Linked DNA regions of Mus musculus: region 1 is linked to region 2. A link is a contact called in public ChIA-PET data. All regions are on one chromosome and are shown on one strand. Each heading gives the region's core, a stretch centred on a gene start, on an enhancer-like site or on the middle of the called end of the contact. The rest is flanking DNA. Distances are from core to core; before and after follow the strand shown.

The links. ChIA-PET counts read pairs in DNA pulled down with a chosen protein or histone mark.
Region 1: a contact with region 2 is called in an RNA polymerase II ChIA-PET map of memory CD8 T cells, with 31 read pairs. The contact joins two enhancer-like sites. A contact is called at or near these places in 1 of 15 datasets of contacts at CTCF or cohesin (embryonic stem cells), 5 of 484 Hi-C or Micro-C datasets (the G1E-ER4 cell line, the P5424 cell line, embryonic stem cells and 1 more) and 1 of 115 datasets of contacts at active chromatin or transcription factors (memory CD8 T cells).

The regions. Positions count from the first base shown.
Region 1 is chr9:44,509,183-44,516,823 of GRCm38.p6, forward strand. Cxcr5 (chemokine (C-X-C motif) receptor 5) reads right to left here. Exons shown (of 2, transcript NM_007551.3): 2 at 2,605-5,119. The coding sequence ends at 4,052. It overlaps Bcl9l (B cell CLL/lymphoma 9-like), which reads left to right. Exons shown (of 9, transcript NM_030256.3): 9 at 1-2,724. The coding sequence ends at 601. Among named protein-coding and RNA genes, the nearest start is that of Cxcr5, 13 kb to the right of the region's middle. Within about 2 kb of position 6,284, at least 160 of the 459 cell types and tissues checked have an H3K27ac peak or open chromatin away from gene starts, as enhancers often do. A contact at or near this core is called in the P5424 cell line and memory CD8 T cells, where this site is marked.
Region 2 is chr9:43,984,255-43,991,253 of GRCm38.p6, forward strand. No RefSeq gene overlaps it. Among named protein-coding and RNA genes, the nearest start is that of Gm30373, 14 kb to the left of the region's middle. Within about 2 kb of position 5,152, at least 52 of the 459 cell types and tissues checked have an H3K27ac peak or open chromatin away from gene starts, as enhancers often do. A contact at or near this core is called in the P5424 cell line and memory CD8 T cells, where this site is marked.

The sequences.
Region 1 (7,641 bases), core at 5,034-7,533, 530 kb after region 2:
GGTGGCATCGGTACTGAATGACCCAGAGCTGAGTGAGGTGATCCGGCCCACCCCTACCGGCATTCCTGAGTTCGACTTATCCAGGATCATCCCCTCTGAGAAACCAAGCAGCACCCTCCAGTACTTCCCCAAGAGCGAGAACCAGCCCCCCAAGGCCCAGCCCCCCAATCTGCATCTCATGAACCTGCAGAACATGATGGCAGAGCAGACCCCGTCTCGACCCCCCAACCTCCCGGGCCAACAGGGGGTCCAGCGGGGGCTCAGCATGTCCATGTGCCACCCTGGACAGATGTCCTTGCTGGGCAGGACAGGTGTGCCCCCACAACAGGGCATGGTGCCCCATGGCCTGCACCAGGGGGTCATGTCCCCTCCACAAGGCCTCATGACCCAGCAGAATTTTATGCTGATGAAGCAGAGGGGTGTGGGGGGCGAGGTCTACACCCAGCCTCCCCACATGCTCTCCCCACAGGGCTCCCTCATGGGCCCCCCACCCCAGCAGAACCTCATGGTGTCCCACCCTCTGCGTCAGCGCAGTGTGTCTCTGGACAGCCAGATGGGCTACCTGCCAACGCCGGGCAGCATGGCCAATCTACCCTTCTAGCAGGCCCCTCGGTCTGGGGCTGGGGAAACTGAAAATATGTTAACTTTAAAAAGTTTTGTTTTTCCTCCAGTGTTGGGATGGATGGCCTGGGTCCAGGGGTAGGGTGGCGGGTGGGAACGGGCTTGTGTGGGGAGTGGTGTTTGTGGAAACCTGCTGTGCTGGCAGCTGAGGGGGAAGCGGCAAGTGTCGGGTGAGGAGTTGGAATCGGGCTCTGCTCCATTTCTGTCACTAGGACTGCGCCTCCTCTGCCCCCCCCCCCTTTCCCGTGGAGCTTCTGTCTCCCTTTGTCTTTGCACTTCCCCGCTTTCAGCTATGTTTTGGGGGTCCTTGGGGAGAGAGGAGGGTCTTCCATCCTCTGACCCGTCGTGGACTGTCACCTTGCCGGCGGCGCTTCAGGTCCGTTTCTCGCCTTCCCGTCTCTCTGCTTTTACCCTGTTTTCCTTCTGCCTCATTTCCTTTCCCTACTGACGTGGCTGACCTCCTCTCCCACGCCCCCTGCAGGCAGCTGGCCAGGTGGGCAGGTGCCAGCGGAGCTGTAAATAGAGCTGGGCTTTTGTGCCGGTTTGTGCGTGTGCCGTATTTCTGTGTCTTGATAGAAGTCACACACAAGAAAAAAAAAAGATTGAGAAAAAAAAAAAAACCTTCCCCCCTCTTTCAAATGATCACACCCTTCATTCCTCTGGACCCAGAGACATACAGTCCTATGCACCCTCCATAAGCCCCACCTATAAAATGAGATCAGACCATCTAGGCTTCCATTTGGTGAGCCCCTGAGGACTGAGAATCTACCCCCGTCCCTCTACGACGGCCGCCTGTCTGCTGCTGAGTGATTTCCAGAGAGCAGGTGCGCACATGTACATGTGTTTACCCACACCAGTGACATAGGGCCCCCAGCCTGGGTGCCTCTGCTGCTACATCTTAGCCAGAACTTGAAGCCCTTTATCCCCATTCTAGGATAAAAGGCGAGAAGGAAGGGGCAGCGTGTGGCCCCATAGAATGGAGCTATGGAGGGGTTAGGATGCTGGGACCCTGGCTGCAGTAGCCGTGGGCCAGGTAACCCTTCAGGGCATGGACTCTTCTAGAAACCACCACTTGCTTCTCACCAAAGAAGGAAGGTACAGAGTTGGCCCTCCACCTCTAGTGCAGAGCGAGGGAAGGCAGTGTGAGCGAGAACATCCTGTTGCCTCCTCTGCCTGCCTACTCTCTGCAAGGTCCTTCTGTCCAGGGCTCAGGGCCATGCACCAGATCTGTCTATGCCCACCAGACACAGCCACTGCCTCTCCTCTGACTTCCCAGGAGAGCCCCTCACCCGCCCCTGGTCAGACTCAAGCCATACAGGAATGGGTGTTTTGTCCCCTTTGGCCCCAGGAGTAAACTACTTCTGTTTTTCTCACGTCCTTTCCTGCCTTGTAAGGTGGCGGGCAGCTCCCTGGCTAAGGCCTTTCCTGTCCTGCCTCCAGGGCCAAGGGCCATTCTAGACAGGGTGTCTTTTACCAGGGCCCTGTCCCCAGCCTTTCTGACCTGCAGGGCCTGGTTTTGCCTTGGCAGCTGTAATACAAAGGGAATTTGTGCCCACTTCTCCCAGTCTGGTGCTGTCCACCATCAGCCAGGCCAGGCACCAAGCCCCCTCCAGAGCTGGCTGCAGGCCCCTGGCTTCCCCTGCTCCTCCCAGGGACCATAGCCAAGGTCTCTTGTGTTGAGAGGTGGGTGGAAACCTGTCCTTCCTGCCAGACACTGCCCTCCCTGCTTCCATCTGGGCCTTGTGCCCCCACCCACATCCCTACCCTGCCCAGACTGTCTAGCCTGCCCTGCTCCAAGGAGAGGGCTCCGGCCACAAAGGGCCCAATGCCCTCTTCTTGTGCCCTCGTCTCCCACCTCTACCACTAGCTTCCCAAGGTGATCTCCACAGGCCAGCCTTCTCCCTCCATCCATGGCCATACCCCAGCCATTTTGTACCATTATATAAATATATATATAAAATATAAATATATAAATACAATATGTGAAGACATCTTCCTGTTTTTATTTTGAAACACTTTTTAGGCTTGTTCCGGGGGTCTCTGCCTGTATTGACCTGTTTTATAGGTGCCTTTTTATTAAAAAGAGAAAATTCAAAAATGCCATCTCTTGCATTTTTATTTCTGTGCCCGGTTTGCCTCTTCCCAGCTGGTTGTTGGATGCTGGGAGCAGAAAAGGGGGTCCCCAGGTGTCTTCACGGTTCTGCAATGAGGATACAGTCTCTGAAGCTATAGCATTGGTTTCCCCAGTGGGATCCCCCAGGGAGCTTGTACGGTTGGCTTGAGTGGTACTAGGCAACTCTGCTTCCTACCCCCACGCCCCCAGATCGGTGGCTGGGAGGAAGCCGAGCTCAGAATTGCCTGCTAACTTCCCCTATGTATGCATGGAGCAGCTTCCTCTGGTTCCATGTGAGTGGTACCCTCCCAGGGGCAGGGTACTGCCTTCCTGGGGTTTGAGGACTTGCCTGCCCAGGTTGGCTTCTTATATTGCCTCTGCCTAATGAAGACAGGAACCTCTGTCGTCATTCTCTTAGCTAGGTGTCCCCTCTCTTGAGGCTAGGACCACTTTGCTATCTTGCTTTCCCCAGGCAAGTTGGCTTCCTTCCCCATTGGTGCGTAGAATCCACGAGGGCCCTGGATCTCATTTCCCCACCAGTCTGTAAGCTTTGGTACAATGGGTGGAGAAGACAGCTGGGTTTGATTTTTACTTGTTCTTCCTTAGAGCCTGGAAAAGGTGTCTTTCCACTTTTCCACTGGGCCTCTTTCCTGCTGGCTTGCCCTTTACTCTTCTTAGGATACTGGCTAGCTTCCAGAACCTTCTGGAACTTGCCCTCAGTCTGTAATCCAAGATCCAGTAACATGGGGCTGACCCAATGCTGGTTAGGTTGGAACCAGACAGCTACCTAAAGTAGATCGGTTTCAGCTTTCTGCTTGGTTAAGAGAAAGGCACGGTTGAAGGTCTGGCATGAAGTCTGTATTTATGAGACAGGCACATTAAGGCCATAGTCTGCCGCCGCCAGCTGGCTATTCCTCTGTGGTATAGGAGTGGTGGGTAGCTGTGGCAGCCAGTAGTCTTTAAGATGATGGAATACATTCTGGGAGGAGAGTCTGGGCTCATAATCAGGAGGAAGATGAGACTGTGGGCCACAGCAGAGGTGGTTGTCCCTATGGCCAGGAAGAAATAAAGCTGAGCTTAGCTTTAGCTGGTTAGGATGGGAGGTGTATGGAGTTCTCTTCATCTAAGGTGATACAGGTGGCCTGGATATAGCTTGCTTTGCCTTTGGGCTGCTTTCCCCTTTGGGAAAGTTTGAGAGAGTTTATCTAGCTTTCCCATCTGGGGACACTGGCCCAAGCTCGAGTTGGATGGGTTCCGCCACCACTTTATCCTCCCAAGGAAAACAGAAACAGACAGGGGCCCCGAGACTTCCGGGATCTAGAAGGTGGTGAGGGAAGTAGCATTCTCTGACTCAGAGAGACTACTCTTGCGCCAGTTGGGGAAAAGTTGGCAAAGGGAGGCCGGGCCAGCACAGCCCAGCTTGGTCAGAAGCCGAGAGAGGTCACTGCGGAACTTTACGCCAGCGAAGGTGTAGAGCATGGGATTGAGACAGCAGTGTGCCAGGCCCAGGAATTCACACAAGGTGATGGCCACAGAGAGATAGCCACTCAGCTCGCAGCTGCTATTCACAGCCTTCAGCCTCTCCAGTGTATCTAGGAAGATGACAATGTGGTAGGGCGACCAGCAGAGGAAGAAAATGCTTGTCACTAAAATGGCCACCCTGACCGCCTTCTGCCGCTGAGGGCGCCGCTGGGCCTGCAGTAGCCTGTGGACCACGCCCACGTAACACCATCCCATCACAAGCATCGGTAGTAGGAAGCCCCCGATGTGGTAGAGGAAACGGGAGGTGAACCAGGCTCTAGTTTCCGCTTCGTTTTCCTGGGAGAAGGTGCACTGTGGTAAGGAGTCGTTGTTATGAGGTTGGCCAACCTTGGCAAAGAGGAGTTCCGGTAAGGCGAACAGGAAGCCGGCCAGCCAAATGGCCGTGCAGGTGATGTGGATGGAGAGGAGTCGACGGCGGCGGTAGGCGTGAACAGCATGGACGATGGCTAGGTACCGGTCTACAGCTATACAGGCCAGCAGCAGGCTGCTGCAGTAGAAATTGATCTTGTGCAGAGCGATCACAGTTTTGCAGAGGAAGGTCCCTAGGACCCAACCCACAGAGCCCTCAGCCACTGCAAAAGGCAGGATGAAGACTAAGAGAAGGTCGGCTACTGCGAGGTGGAACAGGAAGGTCTCGGTTGAGCTCCGCGTGTGCCGGTGCCTCTCCAGGATTACCAGCACCAGGATGTTTCCCATCATACCCAGGAGGAAGATGAGGCTGTAGGCCACAGGCATGAATACCGCCTTAAAGGACGTCAGTAAGGGTCCCTCGACTGTAGAGCAGAAGTTACTGTCCTGTAGGGGAATCTCCGTGCTGTTACTGTAGAAGGCCAGTTCCTTGTACTGTAAGGACCAAAAGAAAGAGAAATGAAAACGATAGCCATATCTTCTTCTTCTTCTTCTTCTTCTTCTTTTTTCCTCTGAGAGGAAGCTGCCACCTGTGAGGTTTCCTGTCCTTCCAGGCTAATGCTTTTTGTCTGTACTATTCTGTTTCCTCTTGGCCTGTCCTTAAGCATGCCATCTTTACCCTCCTTCCTCCCTTCTGCATATTTATTTTAGACAGGATCTCCCTCTATAGCCTTGGCTAGCTTGGAATTTACTATGTAGACCAGGTTGACCTGAGCTTTGGGTAGTCTCTGCTTGCTGGGTTCTGGGATTAAAGGCACATGCCCCCATGCCCTGTCTCTTTTTTTTTTTTTTTTTTTTTAAGATTTATTTATTTATTGTATGTAAGTACACTGTAGCTGTCTTCAGACACTCCAGAAGAGGGAGTCAGATCTTGTTACAGATGGTTGTGAGCCACCATGTGGTTGCTGGGATTTGAACTCTGGACCTTCGGAAGAACAGTCGGGTGCTCTTACCCACTGAGCCATCTCACCAGCCCCGCCCTGTCTCTTAAATATAATTTTTTATTCTAATTTTTGGTAGTGCTGAGCAACTGTTCCACCACTGAGCCACATCCCTGGCCTGAAACTTCAGGTCTTTTCTTTTCTCTTCTTTTCTTTCGTTTTTGTTCGTTTGTTTGTATGTAAACTGGACCAGTAGTCACTCACAAAGTGGTAGGGTGTTCTTAAAGATGGAAGGCTTAGGGATTGCAGTCAGTACTGACATTTGGGAATGGAACCTGATAGGAACAAGAAGCCAATATTCCAATTCTGTAAGGACAGTGGGTAGTAAATCTAAGCTCTCACTGGGGGTGGGGAATGGTTGAGTGCTGATGTAGCTGGCTTACTTCCTCTAAATTTCTCCCCTTCTTCCTGTCTTGATTATTGCTGAAACTGAGGAAATGGCCTCCTATTTGGTTTAATCCACACACGCTTGAGGTATGTAATCTTCCTCTTATTTTACAGACCTGTCTTGCTCAAAGAGGAGGTTTGCTTAAAGGCACGTTTGCCTGTCTTTAGTCAATCAATAACGCTACAATGAGAGCTACTACCCACACTTCCCTCCAAAGGCTTCTGGGAAAGGGGCGGAGCCTAAGTTTCCAGCTACTTCCCAAGCAGAGAGTAAACTCCCTAGGCACAGGAACCCAGCAGCGGAGGCAAATATGAGTCACACACAGGGAGACTAGGCGCAGGGTAGGGAGGAAGCGTTTTCTGAGTGGAAAAGAAGGGGGCGTGCCTGTTATATCTCCGGAAGTCCCTACCTCCGCGTCCTCCTCCCCATCTGCCACTGCCCTCCATCACCCCAGCTCTCAGGTTGTTTGCCTGCTAACCACAGAGGAAGACAGGGTGCCTGTTTTCATACCTTTCACTCACAGCTGCCCTGCACCTGCGTTTCCTCAGCTCCTTACTCTGTTCTTCCTGCCCTGCCCTGCCCTGGTCAACCTCCTCCCTGGGCAATACAAAACCAATTACACCCGAACTACTATGGGTTCAAAACACAGTGATATAAGTGATGGGCCCCAGGGAAGTAAGAGACAGTGGGCTGTTCTGTCCTCTAGGCTCTGGCGATCTCGTCTCTGTGCTGACCCCCTTTGAGGAGAGTGAGGGGCTCCTGCCAGTAGGGGTTGGTTCATGGTTACCTTAAATCTTTCTTGCCACCAGGCACACTGTTGTGGGTGACACACTCACTTCCCCTGATGGGTAAACTGATTCCCCATCTTGGTCTTTTGGTCCCTAGAGCAGGTGGCTCTTTCAGAGAGGATGGGGACACATGGTACAATGGCAGCACTATCTACCCACTCTCCAGTGTCCCTTCTTCTGCCGTCACCTTATCCTGTCCCCCATCCTGTCTCTCTATGGGTCTTTCCCCTTACTTTTCTTTCATTTTTTTTTTAAATTAGACTTCAAACCTTTTTATTTTCCGTGTATGAGAGTTTTGCCTGCGCCTGTGTGTATGTGTGCATGTGACCGCCTAGTGCCCATGGAGGTCAGAAGAAGGCCCTGGTTTCCTTGGAACTGAGGTTACAGATGGTGGAAATCACTATGTGGGTGCTAGGAATTGAACCCCAGTCCTCTGCAAGAGTAGCAAGTGCTCTTGACCTTGGAGCCTCGCTCCGGCCTTATGGGTCCTTTTCTAACTACTGTTTCTGTTCTTTTCCACTTCCTACCCAGTGGACAGGGGGAGCTTCCTCGTACTCACATCCCAGCCCTGCACTTCTCAGGAGCTGAGGGGGGAGGGTGGCTTAAGCCCACGATTTGAGTTCCATTGTCGGTATAGCCAGACTATGTCTCAAAAACAAACAAACCAAATCTACACCTACACAGGTCAAATAACCACACCTAACTAGGCCCTATAGATCTAGTGTCCTTTAATGACTCCCCATCACCTGTAAGAAACAGGTGTCTTTTGTCTTGTTTTTCTGATATCGTATACAATAGTAAAACCATTTATATATATGGCTAGGTATGGTGGCTCAGGCT
Region 2 (6,999 bases), core at 3,902-6,401:
AGGCCACATCTAGTTTGCTCATTCCTCTCCCATGACTCCTGATGTCTCCACCCACCCCATAAACATGATTTGGAAAATCTCTTGTCCCAGTCCCCGGCTGAGCCAGTTCCTCTGCCCTTGTGCACCCTCTCTGAGGTCAGCAAGAGCTGGGAATTGAGCCCTCGTCCCTCCAGGAGCTCCTGACTCATTCTGGAGAGAGCAGCTAAGCCTGCATTCTCAAAAACCAGTTCCAACTGGAGGGGAACAGACATGACCCCAGCTTAGGGACACAGACACCAGAGAGCAGGGTAGGGAGAGCCAGAGACAGCAGGAAAGAATTTGGCAGCGGGACAGAGGCTGATGGGAAGAGATATTTGACAGACAGCCCACACCAGTAGGAGACAGACATGCCAGGGACAAAGATGACACAAACGAGGAACAAGGACATACCAAGGCAACCAAAGACAGCACCAGGACATCCAAGTATAAAAAACAGACTGGACTGTCACCCTGGAAATGGTGGGGTAGACTCTCCCGCAGCACTGAGCTGTCACATTCACTGTCTGCAATTGCAAAGAAGACCACAAGAGGGCACCATTGCTCCAAGAAAGCTCACAAGCCTGGTGGTTCAGAATGGTCAAATCAGACTCCCTGGTTTTGGCAAGTCTGTAGGAGGCTAAGGACCAAGAACCTCCACACTCTAAGCTGGAGAGTGTCCTTTCCTTGCCCCAGGATGTCCTCAATCTAGTTCTTGGACTCCACATTACCTGTCCCTAGCCTAGCTCATTATTACCGTCTGAAGCTGGGCATACCAGGCATGGCCCCTGCGTTTGCTTGAAAGGGGGGAACAACACGCAGGTCTGGGGTCTGAGACATGCACTGAGCCTAGAGCAGGCTTTGGTTTCTTCTTGATGAATCCTTGGGTTCAAAGCATGCCCCACACAAGTCTGACCCCATGTTCAGCAGCAGTCTACAGGGCTAAAAACAATGCCACCCAGGGCTGCGTTCACAGAACCATGTGGCTTCAGGATGCAATTAGTAATGTGGTCACATCTTTGAAAGAGCTGTTAATAAGCCAATGTAAAGCAGGGGGACAAGCCCTGTGGAACTGCCCTTGTTACATCAGTGACACAGCAATATTGTTAAATACACTTTGTCATCTCTAAGACAAGCGTCTATAGCCATTACCCATTTTGCAGATGGAAAAACTTGGACAGATTCCCTCCCATGACTCTTCTCTTCCCCCTGAGCCATAGCCATGGTTACAGCTTAGCCTTAATTCCCAAATGGCCTTGAACTTCCTCCTGCCCTTTAGCCAATCCATCCACTGCCCTCTCCTGGTTCTGTTCCCGGAGTCTTAGGGATATAACCAGGGTCCTGCACATCTAGGTCGCTGCCCTACTACTGAGGTAGATCCCTGTGGTGGCTATTCTTGGTTGTCAACTTGATTACATCTGGAATTAACTAAAGCCCAAGTGGCTGGGTACATCTGTGAGGGATTTTTTCTTGATTGAATCATTAGATCATTTGAGGTCGGAAGGCCCACCCTAAGTCCAGATCATTTGAGGTCAGAAAACCCACCCTAAAATCTGGGCCACACCTTCCATTGGCAGCCTATACAAAAGGCATGGAAAAGGGACGCTTTTGCTCTTTGCCTGCCTGTTCAAACGCTCACAGGCAAGTGTTCTCCTTCACTGGTGTTAGAGTTCTTGGATATCTGTTGGTAGGCAGCCATTGTTGGACAAGCTGGACCACAGCCTCAAGGCATGCTAATAAATTCCATATAAACTAATAAATTCCATGTAATTCCATATATATGTATATGGAATATACATATATACACATATATGTATATCTAATATATCTATATATATGTATATTAGATGTATAGATAACATTATATATAATATGTTACATATTATATATCATGTAATATAGATAATATATTATATAATATATATATATGTATGTATGTAAAGAGAGAGAGAGTCCTTCTCTTCCTCTAGAGAACCCTGACTACTACAGTCCCTACCCTCTGCTGAGTTCAGTGTCTTCAGGCACCCAAAGTTCTAGGCACCCAAGACAATTTTGATCTTGTCACTAATATATGTGCAGTGTGTGGCCATGGATGGCATGACCCAATAGCCCTCAACCAGATACATCATCCTGTCCCCTCTGCCTCCCTGACTCCAGCCTTCCACCCCTGCCCTGAAGTCTACGCCTCCCAGTACCCTCACCTCAAAGGACCGCAGTGCCCTCATCCCTCCCCCCCACCCACCCCACCCCACCCCCCGTGCAACTCCAAGCTGTCCTGGGGACACTGCAGCCAGAGTGGCATGACTGAAGATCCTTTCTAGAGGGACGCTCTTGCCCCTCCCTTGCCCATCTTACTAACGAAACAACGGTCCCACAGTAAATTAGAATTACAACCCAGAAGCTTGTGCTGGAAGGAGGTAAAGACTGGGGCCCTGGAGCAAGCCAGAGGAAGATCCTGTCTCTCAGAGATGTCTTCCCGAGCTGAGACAATGAAGAGTCCCTGCTGGGCAGAACCACGTCACTCCTTCTATTTAAACTTCAGTTTCATGTCAGGATCCCAAGATGAACTTGGGGTTAGACATCAGTCATATTGGATTAGGGCCTGTCCATCTGTCCTCAGTTTGCATTGATGTCCCTTTCAAAGGGCCACCTCCAAGCACAGCCAAGTATTGGCTGGTCTACCTGGGGTTGGTAGAACGAATGCATTGGTGGGAAGAACACAATCCAGTCTGTTAAGGACTCCAAGCAGGTACCACTATTGCCCTTGCTCAGCCCCAGGGAAGCAGCAAAACTTTGCTCAATGTGTTCAAAGCATTTGTTTCCTAGCCACACAAAGCTGTGGCCCCAAGGCCACCAGGGAGGCCACAAGGATAGCAGAGAGTGTACACAGGAAAGGGTGTGCTCTGAGGAGGAAACTGCTATGCATGCCCAAATGAGAGCTATAGGAGGGAGGACTAGAGAGGTGATAGGAAAAACTAGAGAGGGGAAAAAGGGAGGACTAGAGAGAGGACAAAGGGAGGACTAGAGAGGGGGAAGGGAGGACTAGAGAAGGTACAGGGAGAACTAGAAAGGGAACAGGGAGGACTAGAGAGGGGACAGGGAGGACTAGAGAGGGGACAGGGAGGACTAAAAAGGGGATAGGGTTGTAGCAACATGGAGTTCATGCTCATAGGCAAGAGTGACTTGTAGAGCAGAGGAGGGGTGAAGTGGCGAGGGGAGGAGGGATGGGACAGGTGCCAGGTTGTACACTCTCTGGGGTGCAAAACAAGAGAAGACCCAAGGTCTTCTAGACTGGAAGAGGTCAGTGGGTATGACTGAAAGTATCAGAAGGGAAAGTTGGCCATGGGCAACCCTCGTGTCTGAGTAGGGGTCTTGAGTACCAGGCCAAGGAGATCTGGAAAAGTATGTTATATGTAGCACTCGGGGACCTGAGCTAAGGCAGAAGACTAGAGCTGGGAGTCACTGCAGAAGTGCGACAGGACCTCTTAGTAGGACTGCATATCCAGGTGAGGGCACAACTGTCCAGTGGCAGATGAAGGATGGCTGAGTATAAAGGCTGTCTGCCCCACCATACGTGGCAGATTCCCCTGCTGTCCCTAAGAGATAGGGCTCAGCCTTCCTACCTCTATCCCCACTCAAGTATTCAAACACAAGCCCTCTAGAGTGTCCACAGGGGAAGTGTCTTAGTGTTTCACTGCTGTGAACAGATGCCATGACCAAGGCAACTCTTGCACAGACAACACTTAATTGGGGCTGGCTTATGGGATCAGTTTCAGTCCATCATCACCAAGGTGGAGTATGGCAGTATCCGGGTTCCATGTCGTTAGCTCCAGAGAACTGAGCCAACCCAGGAGACAGCCACTGCTTGAGGGTACAGGAAAGCTCACACCCACATACTAGAACACACATGTCTCTAGTCACGCCTCTTCCTGTCGCATGCCCAGGACAGCTGGGAGAGCCTAGTTTCAGGACTCCAGCCTCTACCATGATTTGTGGAGAAGGCGACACAAATGTTTCCAATAGGCAGGACGAGGTCCTCAGCTCTACCTGGACAGAAGCCACAGGTGGGCAAGGAGAAGCCCTTCAGGTGCAGGTCTGTGATAGCTTTTGGAGAGGCAGCTACAGGAGGAGCCTGTTCCTTGCCCGTGTACATTCCTTATAGGGGCTGATGGGATGCTATCTGAGGAACTTAACCTTTAGAGACCTCACAGTAAAGCAGTAGCCCAGGGTCAGGAGAAGTAGAGAAAGGTGGCCGCTGTCCCAGGATGAAAGGCCAGGAGCTAGAGCTAGACCCTGTCAGGGGACTCTTAGCTGGAGAGGAACCCCAGTCCTCATCCCCAGTAAGTGGGTGGCAGGCACTGATCCCAGCCCAGTCACTAAAGCCAAAGGGAAGTGGCCATAAGGAGGCTCGGGAGAGCAGATTGTAACCTGCTTCAGACTGCTCCCCACCCCACTCTCCACCAGCACACCCACACTCCACCCTGGCCCCAGAGTGGGAATCTGACTTGCATCCTAGACAGCCATCTCCTGGGCAGTGTGACCCTGGTCCCTGACCTCTCCCACCCAGCATGAGGGCTCTCACAGTTAGCTCTGAGCCTTCTGCATACTCCAGGATGAAAACCAGAGGCCTGCATGCTAATCTGCCAGGTTTTCCATGAAAATCCTCTCTCTTTCCTTCCAGCTTGGCCACACTCTCCCCAAGAACCAGCCTGTGGCCATTCCATCGTGATCACAAGAGACTCTCTTGCTCTCCTCAAAGCTTTCGCACCCGCTGCTGGGATTGTGCCAGCTGAGTTCTATTTGGAAATGGAACTGGATTTCATCAGGCAATCAGAGATCTGTGTCTCTCCAAGGAGGGCAGGGAGCAGGTTCTAGCATTGGGGAAAAAAGGAAGAAAAGCCCCTTAAAGATCTCATTACCCCAGGATGTGGTTTGAATTCCATTCTCCTTTCCCAGCCATTTATTAAGGGGACCAAATCAAAAACACAAGATATAACTGGGGTTGGGGGAGGGGGCAGATGGACCACACAGACGACAAATCCGGGAAGAAAGCTGAGTCAGCGCCCATGTTAACCGGCCAGGTCCAGCTCCTGTGTCTCTTTGAGACACACACAAACACAGCCCCAGGGTGCAGGCCCTGTGGGAGAGACAGGATATGCCCCACCCACTTCATGTCCTCCTCCATCGATACAAGCATGTCTTTACCAGCTCAGCCATCTCTGTAATGCCCCCCCCTCTCCTTCTAACCAAAGGTTTTCCTCGTGGCTTTCTTCCTCCTCCCTCCTTGCCCTAATGTAGAGCACTCCCCTCCCCCTAACTCAGCATCAGAGCTCTCCCAGCATCCCACTTTGCACCCCTTGGCCACATGAAACATTTTGACCCCTGCCTGCTCCTGCCTCCTGGCATGGAAGTTTCTCTCAGGCCAGAGCTCTCTCCGTTCCACATGGAACCAGCACACAACACCATTCCCTTGGCCTTGAATCCTCTCAACGGCCTGCCCAGTGCCCTCTAAACCCTTCCGTTCCCTGCTGCCGCCTGAAGGGCACCTTGGTCTTCTGCAGTTTGGTCCACTGGCCTGTCACTGTCAGCAGTGTGGCCACACCCTCAGCCCACCCCTGCAGTGGCTGGTGTTCTCCTCCTCCCCCATATCCCTCTCCTAACTTCTCTCCAGATTCTCTCCTCAGGCAGCCTCTCAAGCATGATGTTTTTCAAAATTTGACCCAGAACCCCCTTTCTTCCAAATTACTAAGATCTCCATGGGGCAGCCTGGAATCTGCCACCCATGGAAGGAGGGTGCCCCAGATTTTCACTTGCTGATATTTGTCTGAGACACCAGTCTTACCCACAGGTACCCCAATTCTTTCATACACTCTCATCTTTCCATACCCCTGCAATCCTCCAGATGTGAAGACGGAACTCCACACCAGCTCCGGCCCACAGCCCTGCCCGCCAGCTGCCGATCACAAACAGAGAAACAAAGGACATTATTTTATTGAGTCATTGGGCTCCCGGCCCTGCGGAAGAGCTTTCCTGTGTGCCTTCCTGTTTCCAATGACCTCGTGTATTAGACACACCACAGGCCTATTTTACTCTTTGTTTGTGTAAGGTAGCCCAGGCTGACCTTGAACTCCCAAGCCTCCTGGTCTCAGCCTCCTAAGTGCTTCAGCTCTGGGTGCTCGCCATCTTACTTGTGGGCCTCGGGTAAGGATCAGAGAAGGTGAGCTACCTGCTCCGGTCTGAAGGTCACCGGGGGCAGGACCGAGTGCATTTGGAGCTCAGAGCCTGATTCACCTCTGATCTGTTCCCCCAGAAAGCAGACCTGGTCACATACATTTGCTGTTGGCAGCATGGCCCCCAAGTGTGTCCCAAGCTATCCCAGCTCCTGCTCCCTCCCTAGCCAGAAGGAAGAGCTCAGACTGCCCTCACCAGCGGAAGGAGACCTTTGCTTCCTTTTAAAGCAGCCTCCTTGACTTGGAATAGCTTTGTCCTTCTCTCTTGAGACCCACCCACAGTGCCTGTCCCTTCAGAGACCTCCAGTCTCTGTGTTGCTCCCAGGAGGCACTGGCCATGCTGGGGACCAACGTTCATCACTCTGCCCTGAGCTGGCTGGTTTGTTTCATTTGTTATTTCTTGGCCTTTTAGCTTTGGGGCCCAACACAGACAGACCCTGAGTATATCAAACTGGCCCTCAGTAAAAGCCAAAATTTGGAACAAGAACTTTGACCAGTCAGGTTCCAGACCAGCAGATGGTGGTTCTGGTGGCAGACTCAGAACCAGGTACCCTGGGGCCAGGGTCTGGGGATCCAAGCTCGAAATAAGCTCTCCATCCATTCTTAGCAGAGTAACTTAGAGAAAATCTGACCTAGCCCAACAGTGGACTACTGACCCCTACTCAGGCAGCCTGAAGGAATGCCACACTTACTATCCAAACAATAGAACAGGACTGACCCTTGTCAAAAAGAAAAAAAAAAAAAAACAGAAAGA